3 separate regions of the Sus scrofa genome follow, and regions 1 and 3 are each linked to region 2. The links are chromatin contacts, called in public Hi-C and HiChIP or PLAC-seq maps. All regions are on one chromosome and are shown on one strand. The core of a region is the stretch at or near the end of the contact, and the rest is flanking DNA. Distances in the headings are between cores, read along the strand shown.

What was found. A called contact is a pair of places that touch in the nucleus more often than the background predicts. HiChIP or PLAC-seq counts read pairs in DNA pulled down with a chosen protein or histone mark.
Region 1: a Hi-C map of skeletal muscle shows a contact between it and region 2, with 4 times the contacts expected there. The contact joins two enhancer-like sites. A contact is called at or near these places in 4 of 47 Hi-C or Micro-C datasets (fetal heart ventricle, heart right ventricle and skeletal muscle) and 1 of 2 datasets of contacts at active chromatin or transcription factors (skeletal muscle).
Region 3: an H3K27ac HiChIP or PLAC-seq map of skeletal muscle shows a contact between it and region 2. The contact joins the promoter of FEM1C here to the enhancer-like site in region 2. A contact is called at or near these places in 1 of 5 promoter capture datasets (liver), 4 of 47 Hi-C or Micro-C datasets (fetal heart ventricle, heart right ventricle and skeletal muscle) and 2 of 2 datasets of contacts at active chromatin or transcription factors (alveolar macrophages and skeletal muscle).

The regions. Positions count from the first base shown.
Region 1 is chr2:119,672,109-119,674,808 of Sscrofa11.1, forward strand. No RefSeq gene overlaps it. Among named protein-coding and RNA genes, the nearest start is that of FEM1C, 50 kb to the right of the region's middle. Within about 2 kb of position 1,348, at least 4 of the 83 cell types and tissues checked have an H3K27ac peak or open chromatin away from gene starts, as enhancers often do. A contact at or near this core is called in skeletal muscle, where this site is marked.
Region 2 is chr2:119,595,168-119,597,867 of Sscrofa11.1, forward strand. No RefSeq gene overlaps it. Among named protein-coding and RNA genes, the nearest start is that of CCDC112, 120 kb to the left of the region's middle. Within about 2 kb of position 1,319, at least 16 of the 83 cell types and tissues checked have an H3K27ac peak or open chromatin away from gene starts, as enhancers often do. A contact at or near this core is called in skeletal muscle, where this site is marked.
Region 3 is chr2:119,721,677-119,724,376 of Sscrofa11.1, forward strand. It overlaps FEM1C (protein fem-1 homolog C), which reads right to left and starts at 1,364. Exons shown (of 3, transcript XM_021084648.1): 1 at 983-1,364; 2 at 1-139.

The sequences.
Region 1 (2,700 bases), core at 98-2,597, 77 kb after region 2:
AGCTGTGGTGTAGGTTGCAGATGTGGTTTGGATCCCACATTGTTGTGGCTGGGGTGTAGGCCGGCAGCTATAGCTCTGACTCAACCCCTAGCCTGGGAACCTCCATATGCCACGGGTGCAGCCCTAAAAACACACACACACAAAAAAATCATTTATGCATATCTGTGTAACAAGTCCTCTTTAGGATTAAACACATGTCAAAAAAAAAAGGGGGGGGGCATGACCAAGGACAAAAGATGTTGTATGTCTCAGTCTGTTTAGGCTGCCTCAACAAAAGTACCAAGGACTGAGTGCTTATAAACAACAGAAAAGTATTTCTCACAGTTCTGCTGGCTAAAAATCCAAGGTCAAGGCGCTGGCAGATTCAGGGTCTAGTGAAGACCTGCGTCCTGGCTCCTGGACTGACAGCCATCTTCTCACTGCACCCTCACGTGGTGGGAGGGTGAGGGGGCTTTCTGAGGTCTCTTTCATAAGGACGCCAATCCCATTCTTGAGGTCTCCCTCTGCCTTACTACCTAACTGCCACCCAAAGGCCTTAGTCCCTAGTGCTTTCACACTGGGGATTAGATTTCGACAAATAAATGTAGGGGGACAAAAACAGCCTTAGCATTAAGTCCCAGTGCTTGCAAAGAGTAGGCTCAAAAGACAGGAGGTTGCCTAGCCCTGCTCTGAATGTCAGAAAGTCCCCTCCAGCAACTGCTTTTTAAAAACCAAATATTTTCATTTATTCAACGAGCAAGCAGGACTTTAAAGAGCGTGGTCCAAACCCTGTACTAATCCTCTTTCTTTGGATTACAAGACTATTTCCTCCTAGGCTGGTGGGCAATTTTCCAATCAAAGATCCTCAACAGAGTAGTGTCTACACAGTTCTGAGGCCTGTTTCTCCATCAAGACTGGAAATCACTGGGTCTGGGCAGCCTCTGGAATGTGATTTACATGTCTAGGTTGCAATTTACTCACATTTTCATAAAAACGAAGTCATATTAGGGCAAAGCTGCGTTTGCTGGCCATAAGGGAAGGAACGTGTCACCAGGGAACAAAACCAGAACCAGTGCGTGGTCCTCTGAACTAAAGGATCTCCAGCCAGAATGGAGGAACATTTGCATAGGTATCTGGAGTTGGACCACACCCCTCCTTCTTCACATCTATTTACATCAGGCAACCTAAACGGAGGAGGAGAAAAAAAAAAAAAAAAAAGCATGTCCACCGTTGGGTTCAGACCTTTACAGATAGAGCTGACAGCCTTAGGCTCTGACAGAAGCCAGCCCGTGGGGTCAGAGAGGCCTCTGGGATCAAGTTCACCGTTTTGAAGCAGCCTGGCAGATTCAGCAGTAAGGCTTGAGTGGCTGGTAAGTGGTTTCAGATAAACGATACTTGAATCCATCCTGACCCAACTATCTGCGTGGCATGTCTGTGCCCTAGGGAAAAAAAAAGCCTTACGTTCCAGGACCGATAAAGCTCTCCAGACTCTTCGGAACTCCAGAACTGACATCGCCCTTGGCAGAGCCAGTGTGGCAGTTTTGCATTCTTACTACATGTTAGGGAAGCTGAGAGCTATTCAGGCTTCATGAGGGAGATTTTTGTTCAATATAAGGAAAAAGAATTTTTTTAATAAATAGTCACATTAACAGAAGTTTTTATCATAGAAAGCAGCAAGTACCCAGCACTGGAAATTTTTAGCAGAAACCAAAAAATCTACATTGGATGGAAAGCTGGCCTAGCCATAGGTCTCTTCCAGGGTCCTATGTCTTTAATTGAAAAATGAACTCAAATGTGCCATTTTTCTTTGCCAATTCTGTTCAGCTTACATGCATATGCATGGGAAAGCATTAAGTGGTAAGAGCCAAGAAGTCGGTTTTCCCTCCTGACTGTACTTCTGTGATGGTTACGTTCATGTATCAACTTGACTAGGCCAACAGGACACAAGACTTTTGATCTGGGTATTTCTATGAGGGTGTTTTGGGATGACATAAACATTTAAATCAATAGATTTAACACAGATTAGATTAATATGTGAATCAGTAAAGCCGACTGCTCTCCTTAATGTGATGGGCCTCATCCAATCAGTTGAAGGTCTGGCTAGAACAAAAAGACTGACCTACCCCCAAGTGAAAGAGACTGTTCCAGCAGACTGCCTTTGGACTTCACCTGCACTACAGACTTTCTTGGGTCTTTTTTTTTTTTTTTCTTTTCTTTTCTTTTTTGGCTGCCCCATGGCATATGAAAGTTCCCAGGCCAGGGATAAAATCTGAGCCAGAGCTGTGAACTACACCACAGCTGTAACAACACCAGATCCTTAACCCACTGTGCCAGGCTGGGGATCAAACCAGCACCTCTACAGAGACAAGCCAGATCATTAACCCCACATTGCAAATTTGGACTTTGACAAACTTCACAATTGTGTGAGCAATTCTTATAGTAAATATCTTTCTCTGCGTAGTCATATCCTATAAATTCTGTTTTGCTAGAGAGCCCTAACTAATACAACTGCTTTTTTCAGTATCCTCTGCTGACTTGGCCTTCACTTTTCAATATCTAAATGCTGGAAGCATTCCTACATTCACTCCTCAATAATCTCTATGACCATCTCCCTAGAGGTGAGATCAACTAGTCCCATGACTTTATCAGGATCTCACAATGATGGCTTTATATTCCAGTCCCAACTTCTTCCCAGAGTTGCAGACCAGAATACACATCACA
Region 2 (2,700 bases), core at 69-2,568:
CAAAAATAGCAACAAAACAACAACAACAACAAAAAAAAAAAAAAAAAAAAAAGAAACAAACTCATGGATATGGAGGCGGGGGAGGGAGTGGGAAGCACTGGCATTTGAGTGTTAGTTGATGCAAACTATTGCATTTAGAATGGATAAACAATGAGATCCTGCTAGAGCACAAGGTACTATATCCAATAACTTGTGATGGAACATGATGGAGGATAATGTGAGAAAAAGAATGTGTACATGTATAACTGGGTCACTTTTCTGTACAGCAGAAATTAACAGAACATTGTAAATCACCTATAATAATTGTTTTTTTAAAAAAAAAACAAAATTGTCATTTCCAATAGACTCCATACACCCATTCCATCAACACACACACAACCATCAGCACCAAGGACATAAGTTCAAATAATTTCTCCTTAATTAGCCACATTATCATCATATCATCATACCTGCTATATCCTTCTGTCTTTTTTGTTGTTGTTGTTGTCTTTTTGTCTTTTCTAGGGCTGCTCCCGCGGCACATGGAGTTTCCCAGGCTAGGGGTCGAATTGGAGCTGTGGCCGCCAGTCTACGCCAGAGCCACAGCAACGTGGGATCTCAGCCATGTCTGCAACCTACACCACAGCTTACGGCAACACCAGATCCTTAATCCACTGAGCAAGGAGCAGGGATCGAACCCACAACCTCATGGTTCTTAGTTGGATTCATTAACCACTGCACCACAATGGGAACTCCCTATCCTTCTGTCTTGAAGGAATTATTTGTCTGGTGAGGCAGTGAAACATAAATGTGTGCATGACAGCAATGTCCCTCCCCATAACCTAATATAATAACAAAATTCCAGCCTAATGTGGGGATCTGATATTTATTTGGCTAGCAGAGATTTTCAGGATGTTGAATAATCAGAATTTACTATATAATGTATTATGCATAATGAGCATAACATGTAAGATTAGCTTGGTGTCAAAGATGAAATCATACAGTCCTGTTTCAGCAGGCTTACTGGAAAAGTTAACTTTTTTTCTAAACTTCTGGGGGTGAGTCAGTAAGTACAGTAGCCAAAGGAGAGATGACAACAGGAGGAACAGAGTTACTTTTCAAGCTTGTTCTTGCTCTGCTTTTGTCCCCTACTCTGATCCCTAATGTTCTTCACTTTTCTGTACAAATGATCTCCTAAAATAATTCTCCCCTTGGAAGTCTCTGTCTCTGCTCCCTTCAATGGAGTAAATGAGTATCTTCTCAGTGAATACACTTGGGCTGAACTTTCTGCCTTCCAGAAATAGAGCTTGGCTCTAGCTAGCTAATCCTGTGTCCTGTGAACTGTCCCAGCAGGGAGGGGCAGGCTGCTGTGACAAGTCTTATGTAAGACCCTCCTGTGAGGCGCAGAGCCCAGCAGAAGCAGAACCATGCCAGGCAGGGCCTCCCAGCTGGCCCGACCCCGCCATGCCAGCTGCTGGCAGCTCAGGGTAACTAATTTTATCTCCTGGTATTTTTACACCAGCTCTGGCTGCTACTTTACTAGGGAATCTGAGGGAAGGTATCCTTCTACCTGCTAAGTCCAGATCAAGAAAGCAGTACTCTTCAAAAGAACAGAGGTCTTGAACTAGCCAGAGAACTAGGACTGAACCCCTGCCCCGAACCCCAACCTCGAGTTGTTGGAACTGTACATTTCAGGGGATTGGTTGTGCTTTGGACCTCATGGATGATGGTTATGTAGACATAGAAACTGTGAACCAGAGGGACCCTTAGTGAGAGAGACTACCTGGTGCTACTCTCTCACAACTGTAGTTAAAGAGGTTCAGGGTAAGTGTCCAATAGATATTTCTATCTCGCCAGGAATCCTTATATGGAGGGAGGGAGGAAGGAGCTGGGAAATGGTCCAAAATGCATGTCACCACTCCAATTCAGACAAAAGGCTTAATATGAGAGACTCTGGAAGTAATAGAAAAACTGAGATGTGGGGATTACCTGGAGTTCTACTTCTCCATTCTATTCCTAGTTCCCATTTGCACAGAAAATCAGAAGAGGTGATTCTACAGATAACATTATAAGTGCCATATCTGGTGAAACCAGATGTAATTGAAAGTTAGGCAATCTGACAAAATATTTATCTCTAATGAAACCGCTTAGCTCCATGCTTCACTTATCCATGCTATCTTTGGTAGGTTATTTTTAAATGCACAAAAGGAAAAGGTCATTCACACAGACATGCAGTCTCGCTGCCACAATCTGAGCCACCAGACTTTGCCAAAGGAAACCCTGACCACAGATCCCTTCCCCTGCAGGTACAGATGGCAGTTCTGAGAGCAGCATATTCTTCTGGAACTGGCAGTAAGGGCCTGTCACTCTTACTCAGTTGTCTTGAGCATGTTTAGTTACTGAGCATACTTTCAAAGCATGTCTTTATCTGCACATGTTAGAAGGGCTCCTTTAATCTATGTGTAATATCTGTATATGTAGAATTAAGACTTCCTTTTAGACACCACATTTCAGAAACAATTCTTTATGGGAGTCAACAATTCATTGAAAAAAAAATGACAAGGCTAGAATCAGGGCAGGTATATGTTTAACAACTGGCTCTACAGGGAAATAAACTGATTTGCAGTGTTTGCATGGTGTTAAAACTCCCACCTTGGACAAGCGCAAGCTACTCATCTAACTTGACTGAGTGTGGAGTTGGGAAGAGATGTGCACAATTGT
Region 3 (2,700 bases), core at 114-2,613, 130 kb after region 2:
CAGCTTAACTCTATCGACACAGACAAGAGTTACAGTAACCGAAGTTCTGTGTTAAACACTGCACCCCAGGACTGGTATAAAACCACAGCGAGTAGGTTCTGTCTATTGCCTTCCAACATCTGACAACCAGGGCACCAAACTAGAGAGAAGGAAAAAAAAAAAAAAAGGAGCAGTTTTGAATTTTCCATAGGTTAAGGTAAAAACCACTAGGTTTTCTTAATTTCTACTCCGGGGGAGCCACACTGTAAGGGACTACTCCGCCCCTTCCCCCCAGAAAAAGGTGGGAAAGGAGAATACATAAAAGTACAGAGACGCAAATGTTTTGGTGGGAGGCAGTCTCACCTCTATATACCGTAAATGTAAACGCTACAGGCAACCGGTTTTCTCGCCTCCTAACCAGCTAAGCTTTGTTCTAGTTCTGCTTTGCACACGCCCAGAGAGAGTACAAGCGAAGAGGCAGAAGACCCGGGCGCAGAAATGTTTCACATCTGCAGAGGAGAGCGGGCCAAGGGCGCGAGGCTGAAAGGCCTCGCTGTGGCCAGGAGAGGGAATAAAAAAGGTCGGAGCCAACAAACCGCGGCCGGCTAACGCCAAAACCCTCACCCGAAAGGCTCTCTTTCCTTTAAAACTACTCCAGACTCTCAGGAAATCCGGCTGCCTTTTAGCTAACTTCGTCCGCCCCATTTTTTTTGATTCCCCCACCGCGCGCCCCGCCAAAAGGGACCCGCAGGTTCCCCAAACCACAGCTGCCGGTATATAACCTTCACCTCTACCTTTTCCAGAAACCGGCAGCCCTCGCCCCAAGTTCCTCGATCGACCTCTACCCGCTCTATGCCGGCCGACGAGTCTAGGGCCTCCATCCCGCTGCCCGCCTTCCGCTGCTGGGGGCGCCCTCCTTCCCCTTCCCGCCCAGGCCTCCCCGTGGACGCCTCAGGCCGCAGCTCGGGCTCCGCCAGGCCGCCGCCGCTGCCACTGCCACTACCTGCCCTGGGGTTAGTTCTCCCCGCTGGCCGCCCGGGCACGGGCCGGCCCCTTCAAATTGAAACCGTTGTCCGCGCCGCCGCCCGGGCCGCGTTGCTCCGCCTGCGGCCGCACAGCTCGTCCATGCCCCGCGCCCCACAGGAATGAATCCAGCCGCGCCGCTTGCCCCGCCCCGCCACGCCGAGCTGCCTCCCGCCCTCCCAGTCTGCGCGGGCTGCAGCGGCTGCAGCGGCGGATGGTGTAATGGGCTGCGGGCCGGGGGCCGGACAAGCCCAAGCACTACTTCACATCACTGACGCGGCAGCAGTGCCATTGGGCCGGGGGAGGGCGGCGGCCGCCGCGAGCAACTGCCTAGGGGCGGGGCAGGGAGGCTGCCAGGGCGGAGCGACGCGAGAGGGGGTGGGGCCATGGCTCGAAGAAGGATGGGCCTGCGTGCGGCACGCGAAGGGGGCGGGGCCACGCAGGCATCCGCGGCCGGGGGTTGGTGGAGCGGCTGCGCAGATCTCGCGGGCTCCTCCGCTCTCCAGGTTTCAGGCAATCGTCTCAGGGGCTCTTTGGGTCCCACTGCCGAAACCCCCGGAGGCGTCGTAGCCATTACTACTTTGTCATTACCCTCTCAGACTAGCCTCTCCTAAGGTTCTTTCCTTTGGTGGGCCATGGAGCTCTTTATAAGAACTCAAAAAGGCAAAACAAGAACAACACAAGAATGAAATTTGGGAAAAAGACTACTTCTGGAGGCTGACAATCAAGACTTTTTAAAAAATATGGACTAAAAAAAATATATAAAACTACAGGGAATGGTAAAAACAGAGCAGTATAAATCAACAAGGTCGAATTCTTGACTGTAAACAATAAAACCAGGAAACGAAAGAAAGGTACGAAATTAATATACGTAAAAATAATTACTACTTCACACAGCAGGAAATGAATTTGTGGAATCCGTGACATTAACACATGGGGTGTGTTAAACTAGGTCGAGGAAGAGTTTAAACATGTTTGGAGAATGACACCCATAGTGAATCATGAGAAAATAATTTGGAAGAACTTGGTGTTCAATCTGGTGAACACTTTATTTGGAGGAACTTAAACTCACAGTTTCTTGGTACCACTGAGGGAAAGAAAATATTAGATTATAGCTCACAAGTTTCCTTTTCAAAGAGCTACTACCTCTTACTATAACGATGTCTCACGTTTTTATAATTTTAATAATCATTTTTAAGTGGAGCATTATATTGGCATTAGGCAGTCAGCATTAGGGTCAACATTAGTAACCCAAGATTCAAGTGAAGGTTATTACCACTGAGAAGAAAATTTAGAACAGAATATAAAAGATGAGAGTAACTGTCTATACAAATCAAAGAGCCAGGAGAGATTGACTGTTTTAACACTAATGTTACAGGTCACAGTTCTATACTCTCAAAGTATAAATACTAGAGACAGTTTCCCACCCAAGGCCTAACCTGGGCTGACCTCTCTTATCAGATTCAATAAGATTATGTGAAAATTTACAACAGTGTTCTTCAAACCAACAAGTGCATCCCTTGGGGGATTTTCACAGGGTAGGTGCACATTTAGTTTTAAGGCCACCAGTTTCTGAATATTCACCTTGCATCCATCTATATTATTTCCTAAAATTGATCTGCTGGTAAAGGAAAGCAATTAAGTTTTCATTTCCTAACTCTTTCACATGAGCCATATATACCCAAATATATTAGCCAT